Regions from separate parts of the Sus scrofa genome. Here region 1 is linked to region 2. A link is a contact called in public promoter capture Hi-C data. All regions are on one chromosome and are shown on one strand. Each heading gives the region's core, a stretch centred on a gene start, on an enhancer-like site or on the middle of the called end of the contact. The rest is flanking DNA. Distances are from core to core; before and after follow the strand shown.

Region 1 (5,161 bases), core at 1,848-4,347, 690 kb before region 2:
CATTATTTCTAGTCCGAGGGTTGGGCGCATGTTAAAAACAAAAACAAGAAGTTCAGTTTCTAGCCTCACTCAGCAGGTTAAGGATCTGGTGTTGCTGCAAGCCAAGGTAGGTGTAAGTCGCATATGTGGCTCAGATCTGGCATTGCTGTGGCAGTGGCCGGTAGCTGCAGTTCCGATTTGACCCCTAGCCTGGGAATTTCCATATGCCTTAGGTTTGACCATTAAAAAAATAATAATAAATAAATAAATAAAATTAAAAATAAACATTAAAAACAAACAAAAAAGGAAACAGATGCCTTTGTTTAACAGGTGCCTTGGCTGATCACTGGGAGAAGTCACTGTGCTTCTCTCTCTACAGTCCTGGAAAAGGGGTAAATTGTGTCCTGCTCTCTAGGACTGTACTAAGGTCAGCCAGCACCTATTTAGTTCTTGCTGCCTACTAGGCATCACCTGGATTATCTCATTGAAGCTTCATAACAATACTCAACCAGCTTGATGTAATTATTATTGCAGTTACTATCATCCTAGATAGAAATAGAGGCACAGAGAGATGGAGTAACTTCTCCAAGTTCACAGATAATAAAGGGCATAGTCAGGGCCAGTGCAAAATGAAGATTGTGGAGTCCTGGCCCAAGACAAGGAAGTTAATTTCCCTTCCCATAGACGGAATGGGGGTGTGGGTCTGACTTCCATGGGATTGGAGCCTGACCACATTTGGTAGCTGCAGGGGAGTGGTTGAAAGGCCCTGGCCTGTTGCCATAGAGCTGCCAGCCTAGGGCAGGGATGGCTGCTTACACCACCCAGAGACCTGGAACGGATTGGGGCCTGTGACTGACCCTGACCACCTTGTCAATGTTCAGGCACTCATGGGGGCTAGGAGTTCCCCTCTGTCAATGAGGCCCGACTGCAGCTCCAAGAGGTCAGCAGTAATCTAGGTCTGGCTGGGGCAGTCCAGGGTGCCAGGGCACAGTGGGCACACAAGAGGACATAGAATGGCACAGGAGCTGAGGCTGCAAGACCCCTTCATTGGCTCTACTGTCACATCAAACTTCACTTAAAAAACACAAATTTGGGAGTTTCCATGGTGGCTCAGCAGGTTAAGAACCTGACTAGTATCCATAAGGGTGAGGGTTTGAGTCCTGGCCTCACTCAGTCGGTTAAGGATCCTGTGCTGCCATGGCTGTGGCGTGGGCTGGCAGCTGCCGCTTGGATTCAAACCATAGCCCGGGAACTTCCATATGCCACAGGTGTGACCCTACAAAGAAAAAAAACAAAAACACAAATTTAAAGGTAAAATGATTCAGGATTTGAAGACAGAAGCCACAAAGCATTTAAACCCCAGCCCTTCTAAGTGCAAGTCTTGTGTGACTGCGCTAGTTGCATGTCTGAGAAGCAAGCCCTGGCCACAGGCGGCCATGCTAACATACTGACTATGGTGGAAGAACATGAAAAATTCAAAGTTCTTTGAGAAGTAAGAAAGTAAAAATTTGTTCAGACTGTAAAAATATGCCCTGCCATTTCACTTTGATTGTTTTTTTTGTTTGTTTGTTTTGTCTTTTTTTTTTGCCATTTCTTGGGCTGCTCCCTCTCGGCATATGGAGTTTCCCAGGCTAGGGGTCTAATCGGAGCTATAGCCACTGGTCTACGCCAGAACCACAGCAACGCAGGATCCGAGCCGCGTCTGCCACCTACACCACAGCTCACTGAGCAAGGGCAGGGACCGAACCCGCAACCTCATGGTTCCTAGTCGGATTCGTTAACCACTGCACCACGACGGAAACTCCCATTTCACTTTGAAAAGTAAAAACTTCTGCGAAATATAAAGTAATACTATTAGTCTCCACAAATAACGTCATTCCCAACACCTCCCTAAGGTATATCTTTCAAATGAAGTCTGACTTGGCCTTCCCAAAGAGAATTGACCATTCTTTTATTGGGCTTCTTCCCAATTTGTATAATTATAATGTTCAGAACCTGGGCTTTGGAATCAGACACACCTGGGTTGGAATCCCAGCTCTGTTAGTGACTTATTATGAGATCTGGATAAATTACTTGCATTTGCTCTTCCACCTGAGAACCAGGATAATGTAATTCAGGGGTGGCTCCAGAACTGCAGTATCTGATAGGCTGAAGGATGGCAATCTGGTTGAAATGAGGCCACAGGACTTGTCCTGACCTATGTGTGCAAAAGTAAGCACATTCATTTTCGCTTAGAGTTTATGTTTATTTGGAGTGGCTTTGCTGGTGACCATGGGGCAGTCATGGAGAAGAAGAGGGTAAAGAGCCATTGATGGACTAGAATGCTTAGCAGGGTCTGATAGCGAGAAAATTAACTGCAAATATTTATTATTAGTTTTTTCCACTAGACTGAATTTCTTTAGAGCTGGTCCTGTCTTATTCATCTGTGTCTAAAACTATGCTTAGCGTCAAATGTCTAATGTAAATGAATTTTCTTTACAATCTTCACTAAAAATGAGGGTTTTATCGGAACTGGAGAAGGCAGATGAAAGACACCTCTTAAAGGCTTTGGTCATTCTGTTAGAAACACAGAGAAACAAACACAAAAGTTTAGAAAAATGAGGTCGACAAAGTCTTTTATGATCAAATATTTAAACCTGTTCCTAGATGCCTCTTATCACTTGGTTTGTCTAATTCGCATTCGGTGATATCTGACACCGCGCACTTGGGGAAATTTCATTCCAAAATGGCAAGAGAAGAGAACGACTGCAGTAAATCAAAGCTCACAACTCAGTGACTGCAGAATCTGTGGGCGACTGCGATGTTCTTACTATCCAATCGCCGAGGAGTCCGGAGAGAACGCTCTCTGGATTGGTCAGAGGAAACATCGCTCCAGGTTCATTCAAAGGGGCTTGAAGTGGGGGCTAGGCCCGCAGAGCCTTCTGGCCAATCAGAGGACGCATGACGGCGGGCTTTGCCGAACATAAGGAAAGGGACCTATCTCGGAAGGCGAGTATCCGCCAGTCAGCCCCGCAGGTCGGGAGCGGAGGGGGCGTGGCCTCCGGCAGCGAGTCCCAGACACCCTCGGCCCCCGTGGAGTGGGCGGGGCCCGCGGGCCTGGGCGGGGCGAACGGTGTCAGCGGCTGAGCCGGATGCGGGCGGCGCCGCGGCCGCCGCGGCCCTGGGGATGGGCGGAGCCCCCGCCGCCAGTGCTGGTGGCCGCTGCGAGCGGCCGCCTTTGCTCCCGCGCGTCGCTGCTTCTCAGGGCGGCGGTATGCTGGGGAAAGGGGTAGTCGGCGGTGGCGGCGGCACCAAGGCGCCGAAGCCCTCCTTCGTGTCATACGTGCGCCCAGAGGTGAGGAGGCGCCGCGCGGGCGGGGCGTCGGGCAGGAGCGGCCGGGGCGAGGGGCGCCGGGAGCCCCTTCCCTGCCGCTGGAAGGGCCGCGAGCGCTTCCTGCCGGTGTCCGGGAGGGAAGCCGGGCAGGGTGAGATCCCCAGGGGCGCGCTGGGCCTCCCCGCCGACCCGGGTGGGGATCTCCCGGCGCAGGCAGGCAGGTGCCCGAGTGAGGGCCCGGCTCTCTGGCGACCAGGTGAAGGGGCCCGAGACGGGGAGGTACTGCGGCCCTCAAGCTCCTGGCTACAGTGGAGGGGAGCTGGGGTTTGGAGCACCGCGGGAGGGGAAGGGTTGGAAGGGTCTGGACCCCCGTGGGGACCTGCCCAGAGCCTGCAGTCCGGGTGGGTCTGCCCTGCCCTTGGAATTTCTCAGCGAGCGTGTAGAGCTTGCTTATCTTAGCAGCTTGCTTCTGAGTGCTATTTGATGCCGCTGGTGGGATACCGTGCACTGCCTCCCGCCTCCCATCAGCACTGCAGGGAGAAAATGTGGGTCGGTCCCAGCCTCAGTCAGTCTCTGCCTCTCCTTGTGAATTCTCCGTCGCTTCTTCCCGCTTTCATTTCACCCCTCACCATCACCCTTTCGACGTCCTCCAGGAGTTTACTGTCAGGTTCATTCATTCATTCAGAAAATATTTTTTCAACTCCTATTCAGTGCCAGGCACTGTTCTAAACTGGGGTATACATCAGTGAACAAAACAAAGATCCCTGTTGTTCTGGATCTTATCTGAGGGAGAGAGGAGTAAACGACAGATAAAATACATAAAAGTAAATGATATGGCGTATTAGAAGTTGAAAAGTATCACGGGAAAAGAAAAGACCCCTCTTTCCTCCTTGTACAGTGGCATTTGAGCAAAGACTTGGAGGATGCTTGGGATCTGAGGTGCAGGTGGAGCGAAGAGTCTGGAGTGTTGGAGGGGCATCAAGGAAGCCGGACCTGCAGAATCCGGTGGGGGAAGGGGAGAGTCAAAGAACAGGAGGTTAGAGAGGTTACAACTTGTAGGTCATGCTGAGGGCTTCTTGAGCAATAGCTCCCAATCCGAATACCTAATTAGATGTGTTTTCATTTTGGATTTCTCCAGGTTTTTTCCTGCTCCTCTCTCAGCCCTTTAATTAGCCCTGTGCAGGCACACTAGAAGACTCTTGTGCTGTCTTTCCACTTGGGTAAAGCAAAGGCAGGTGGGCTATGGATGGGCGGTCTTGATCTGGGACTGCTTCTCTAAGACCACCTGTGGCCCAAAGCCTTTGCATATCTATCTTTAAATTCAAATGTGTCTTTCTTTCAGTGGAGTGGACTTATTTTTAGCCCTAATTTTAAAATAAAAACCACTTCCTTTGTAAATGCTTGATAAGGAGTCAGGGTCATCTTGAGTTTTCAACAGGCTCCCCTTATGTGTGGAGGGTAAGTCATGTGGTCATTTTCTCTTTGTGTCTTTTTTTTTTTGATTGAGCCCTGGTTGAAGTACAACTGATCTTTTAACCTTTCCTCTTCAGTGAGATTAAGCTATAAGTGGAAAGTCTTCTGAAATGTGGCCAGAGTTCAAGAATGTTCAAATTTTTTATCCACCAAGGGCACATGTTGTAATTAGACATGTTTTCCCTCTTTGCCCACAGCACCTGATATATTTCCTTTGAGGAATAATTAGGGAAGGGGAAGGGTTCAGCCCCAGCATAAGCCCAAAGTGGTCACATCTTTCAGATCCTTAAAGTTGGCAGTTTTGTTATCGTGCAATAAAACACTACTGTGTAGACACTATCATTCTTTGTTGAAATCTGTCTCTCAGAATAGTTACTAACAGAGGGTAAGGCTCTG
Region 2 (4,927 bases), core at 1,446-3,945:
TTCTCACAAGCATCTGTTTTTAATTTTGTATTATAACAAGAAAATTACTGCTATATAACTTTTCATAGTGTATGAACAGCTATATTGTGACAAATACATAAGAGACACTGACAGAATTTCAGGGAACTTATTACTGAAGAGAGACTAGTAAGTCACTATTTAGAGATACACTAGGTATGTCTTTCTTGAAGAATAGGGTACAATTTCACATCCATCTCTATGATTCTATATAACTGAAAGTCAATAGGATTTGTGACCTGAAAATAAAAAAACTGAGCAGTTGGAAGAACTCAATACTGAAAGAAAGCATAAATTAAAGATGTGCTGCTTATACAATTACTGAACTATGTGTTCAAGACATTTTTTTGTGTCTCCGTATCCCGACTTTTACAGGGAAAAAGGAAATAATTTCTAAAGTCTCTTCTACTTCTACTTTTAAAATCCTATATTCTAAAGCAGAGGGTGGCAAACATTGGCTGGGCCACTGGTTTTTGCAAATAAAGTTTTACTGGAACACAGCCACTGATACTTGCTGATGCTGTGTTTACAGCTGCTTTCACACTATAAAGGCAAAAATAAGCAGGTGCACCATATGGCCAGCAAGCCTAAAATATTTACTATCTGGCCCTTTAAGAACAAGTTTGTTCATACTTGCTATAAATAAAAAAGGCAAACAAAACAAAAGCAAAACTCAGGAGCTTCGAAAAAACTATTTCCCATAACTGCTTATCATCTACCACAAATTGTATTTCGGGCACATAAGAGATCATTAACAAAATATTACCCAAAAAGCGTTTCCTTATCAAATACAGTGTCAGCTGGCATATTCACAGGAATAAGGAGGTCTGGATGTGAATCAAAATGCACAAAACTTATGTTACTTGCAGGAAGATGCTTTGAGCCAATGGCCCGGTATATAAAAGGCAGAACCTGTAAAAGACACAGGCACACATTCAGAATAGGCACTGACATCATGAACATACACCCAACTGCACGCTGAAAAATAATGCTAAACATAATTGCATATAATTTGAGTCCACCAAGTTGTTAAAAAGTAGGAAAATATAAAATTTGTTCATTGAAGATGGGTATAGATAATCATCTTAAGCTTTATTTTTTCCTCAGAACTTCCAGGTTACACTTCTGAAGGCTTTAGTGGGCATCTCTGGCTGCCATGTTGCCTCCACCATGAACTAAAGATAGCGTGGGGAGGCAGACAAGGACTGGCACTCGGGGAAAAAACTGATAGTTAATACACATTCTGGCACTAAAGGTATGCTCTGGACACTCTGGGTCTCTGGGCCTTTTCTATACTTTTAGGCTATGTGGTCTACAAGGCTCTGTGTTCTGTTTCAGTCTTTAGAGTTATAAGTTGAAGACTGAATTTGAAAGCACCACCAAACCCAAGCTTGCTCTTTTCTCCCAGATCCATATGCACTACATCTAGGTCCCCAGAAATCCAACTTCCTTTTTATTCTCTTATCTTTTTCCATCCACAAATCTGGAATCACCCTCTTCCTCTTTAATATCCAGAGAACTCTCAAGACATACTACTGCTATTAAAAAAAAAAAAAAAAAAAAAAAAGAAAGAAAAAAGACTTAGATCCATGGGACTCTCGAAGGCTTTCGGAAGTCTAGATTACAACAGGTATCCTAAAGCAGCAATACTACAGATACAGAAAATATCTTTAATGTTTATAAATGCGGTGTTAAAAGATTTAGGCACGCACTCTGCACACAATAATACTCCTAAAGGACTTATGAATGAGCAACACTTAGTACCCACGTCACAGATGACAGTTCACATTCTTAACAAAAAGCTTCCCCCTTACACAGCAGGGCTGTGATGGAGATGCCAGGAGACAGTAAAGAAATCTGCGTTAAAGTGCAGGTTAAGGACTCCGGGCTCTGTAGTTCGACCGCCCACGTTCGAATCCTGACACCACTAGTTTGCTAAAGTGTTGTGGGATTTCGAACAAACCGCGGGGGTTAAATGAGCTGCCGGGCACTGCATAAACGTCTGCGCCTACTCTTCCAAGCTAGCCCGTTTGGTGTTTCCCCCACAGCAATGCAATTCGAGTGAATTACTAATTCTCGTCATCTCTCTGGCCTCCGAGGCCGAGGCTCCGCCGCTCCCTAAGTCCTCGGGCGATTCTGCCCCAGCGTCCGGCAGCCACCCGCTCACCTCCTGATGATCCTCCACCACCCAAACGGGGAGCTCCGGGTAGCACCGGAGCCGGGGGCGCTCTCCCGCGGAGTCACTCATGTTTTCGCGCGGGGAAGCGTCTCAGCGAGCCTGAAGCTCAGTGCGAAGACGCCGGCCTGCCGCAGCTGTGGCCCTGCCTCCACTCCCGGGTGGAAACGCGCGCTCACCCGGTTGCGGTTCCGGGTTGGAGAACGTAAGGGGCAGGGGGAGAGCACCGGAGGGCTTGACGAAGGCGATTGGCTTAGATTTCCGTCGCTCTTATTGATGCGCCAATCACTGCGCACAAGGCGCTGCGGCGAGTCCAGGAGCTTTCCCTACTGTGGTCCAGCTTTCAGGTTTGCTTTTAATTCTCTCGGTTTCCTGTTCCGGAGGCGCAGGCGGCGCTAAGGTCTTGGCGGCTCCGCTATATAAGTCTGGCTTTGCTCTGACGGAGATCCCGAGAGCCTCTTGTAGGTAAAAGGGGCAGTTTGAGGGTGTTGGAAGAGGGAGTGTTTTGGAGTGTCCGGATTTAAACCGGGCTGGAGTCCGGGGCTGGGGCGAGAGGCTCCTGGGAGTTAGATAGGGTAGTCCCTCTTCAGAGCTACCGCTAAGAGCAAAAAGCGACCCTAGGCCCAGATCCCACAAATAAATAGGAGTGAAGAAGGAGACCTTTCATTCATTGTGGAGCGCATGCGGTGGTCCAGGCCTGGGGCCGCCCGGGTGTCGGAGGGGAGACCAGGAGCTTACCTCGTGGGGCTCACAGTCTGGCGGGAGATGTAAACAGGGGAAACATGCAATTACAGATCAGTTAGACGAAGATGACCAGCCTGCAGATTCAACTCAGGGAGAGAGGGTGTTACTAAAAACGTAGTCACACTTTGCAACCCTTTCTTACATGGACCGATGTTCCTGGATGTGTTAACTATGCAAAACAGCTCCCTAAGTTTCTCTGCTTCGAAACAGCAACTTAGGAGTAGGCAGACGCAGAAAATAATTTTCCAGTTGCAGTGAGGTCCTTGATTTGAATTAAAGTTTGCATCCACAATACAGCCTAACCATGCCTTTAATAGTTGATTTCATAATTAGGGTTTTCAGGTATTCTATCTTTAAAATCATCCATAAGGATCTGATAGTGAGTGTTCAACAGCAGTCTGAACACACTGTTCAAGAGTGTTGTTGATCCTGTTTGTTGCCCACCTCTAGATTCAGTACACTTTTTTGTTCCCTAGACCCTGTGCATATCTCTTTTCTTGGGTTTATCCTAATACATATATTTAATGTATCTGTATGCGGATTCTGAGCTTAATAAGTAATCCAGGTTATGTATCTTACTCATCTTTGAGTGCTCAGGGCTTGTGACATGTGTAGGCTCACTAAGTGTTGCATGAATCAGTGAAAAGACGTGCTTTTGTCTGGTTTTGGTAATGCACATCTGTTGCAGATATATGCAGTGTGGAAATGTACAGTAGCAACCTAGAAACATACCATTAGTGAGACAGTAAACATTTATTGATCACCTACTATGTGCAGGATACTCTGCCAGGGCCTGTGAAGGATTCAGAAATGACTATGAATCAATAATCCAATCCATCAAGGAGCTAATAATCTAGTGGAGGAGTTAGACATGTGCACACATGGCTATAATATGAGGAAGTCTCTGGTAAGTGCTATAAAGAAGTAAGTACAGACTGAGAGTAACAGGAGTCTAGAAGGAATGGGATTACTTCCTAAAGGGAACTAAGAAAGGCATTACAGAAGAAAAGAGGTGGCATCTGACCTAGGTAGAGGGCTAGAAATTCAATGGGCAAATCATCAGGTAGGAGGTTTTAGAAGAGCGGGAACAAAGAACAAGCTTGGTGGTAGTACTTTGTTTGATTAGGCAACAGGGAAAATCGTAGGTGACAGGCGCTTGATGGGGAAGGTAGTGGAGGATTAGCCTGGAAGAAGTTGGGTCCAGATTGCAGAGGTCCCTGCAATCCAAACTTCAGCATGGAGTTTGAATTTGATTCTGTTGCCCCGAGTAGCCTGTGATAGCAAGATCATTGTCTAGATCCTAAGTTTATCATGAGGGCCTTGGACTGAATAATCATCATTAATCAGATATTATTTGCTACCCGCTATTTAGTAAGCAGAGTGATTGATACAGCTAAATCATCTGATATTATTTTCACAAACCATTTGAAAATCTACCTTAGGCTGATAGGTAAAACTTTTAGTTAGAAAGACTTTACAAAGATGCTTCTGCACTAAAGCTTTTTGCAGTTGATATTTATTTGTGTTTTTTAAAAACATTTTGCTCAAGTTTGGTGTTTGGAGATCCATTCTTTTCACAATATTTTTCTATGGGAATTGATGAGGATGAGAAACAACGATAACTCTTGTGTTTACAAATTATAGGTAAGTTTGAAGGCCGGCCTCACCGTGAAGAAAACTAGAATATGGAGAGGGAGAGGAGAAATGATTTTTTCAGAGTTCCCTTCCTGGCTCAGCAGAAAAGAATCTTACTAGCATCCATGAGGACACAGATTTGATTCCTGGCCTTGCTCAGTGAGTTAAGGATCTGGCGTTGCCTTGAGCTGTTGTGTAGGTCATAGATGCTCTTGGATCCCATGTTGCTGTGGCTGTGGTGTAAGCCTGGCAGCTATAGCTCGCATTCAACCCCTAGCCTGGGAACTTCCATATGCTGTCAGTGCTGCCCTAAAAAGCCAAAAAAAAAAAAAAAAGGAAGTGATTTTTTTTTTC

What was found. Promoter capture Hi-C pulls out the DNA fragments that hold promoters and counts their contacts.
Region 1: a contact with region 2 is called in a promoter capture Hi-C map of liver, with 3 times the contacts expected there. The contact joins the promoter of MTMR12 here to the promoter of DROSHA in region 2. A contact is called at or near these places in 2 of 5 promoter capture datasets (fetal liver and liver) and 1 of 2 datasets of contacts at active chromatin or transcription factors (skeletal muscle).

What each region holds. Positions count from the first base shown.
Region 1 is chr16:18,535,829-18,540,989 of Sscrofa11.1, reverse strand. MTMR12 (myotubularin-related protein 12) reads left to right here and starts at 3,097. Exons shown (of 17, transcript XM_021077144.1): 1 at 3,097-3,313. The coding sequence starts at 3,146.
Region 2 is chr16:17,845,722-17,850,648 of Sscrofa11.1, reverse strand. DROSHA (ribonuclease 3) reads left to right here and starts at 2,695. Exons shown (of 35, transcript XM_021077126.1): 1 at 2,695-3,845. It overlaps C16H5orf22 (UPF0489 protein C5orf22 homolog), which reads right to left and starts at 2,377. Exons shown (of 10, transcript XM_003359737.4): 1 at 2,186-2,377; 2 at 785-930. The coding sequence starts at 2,266.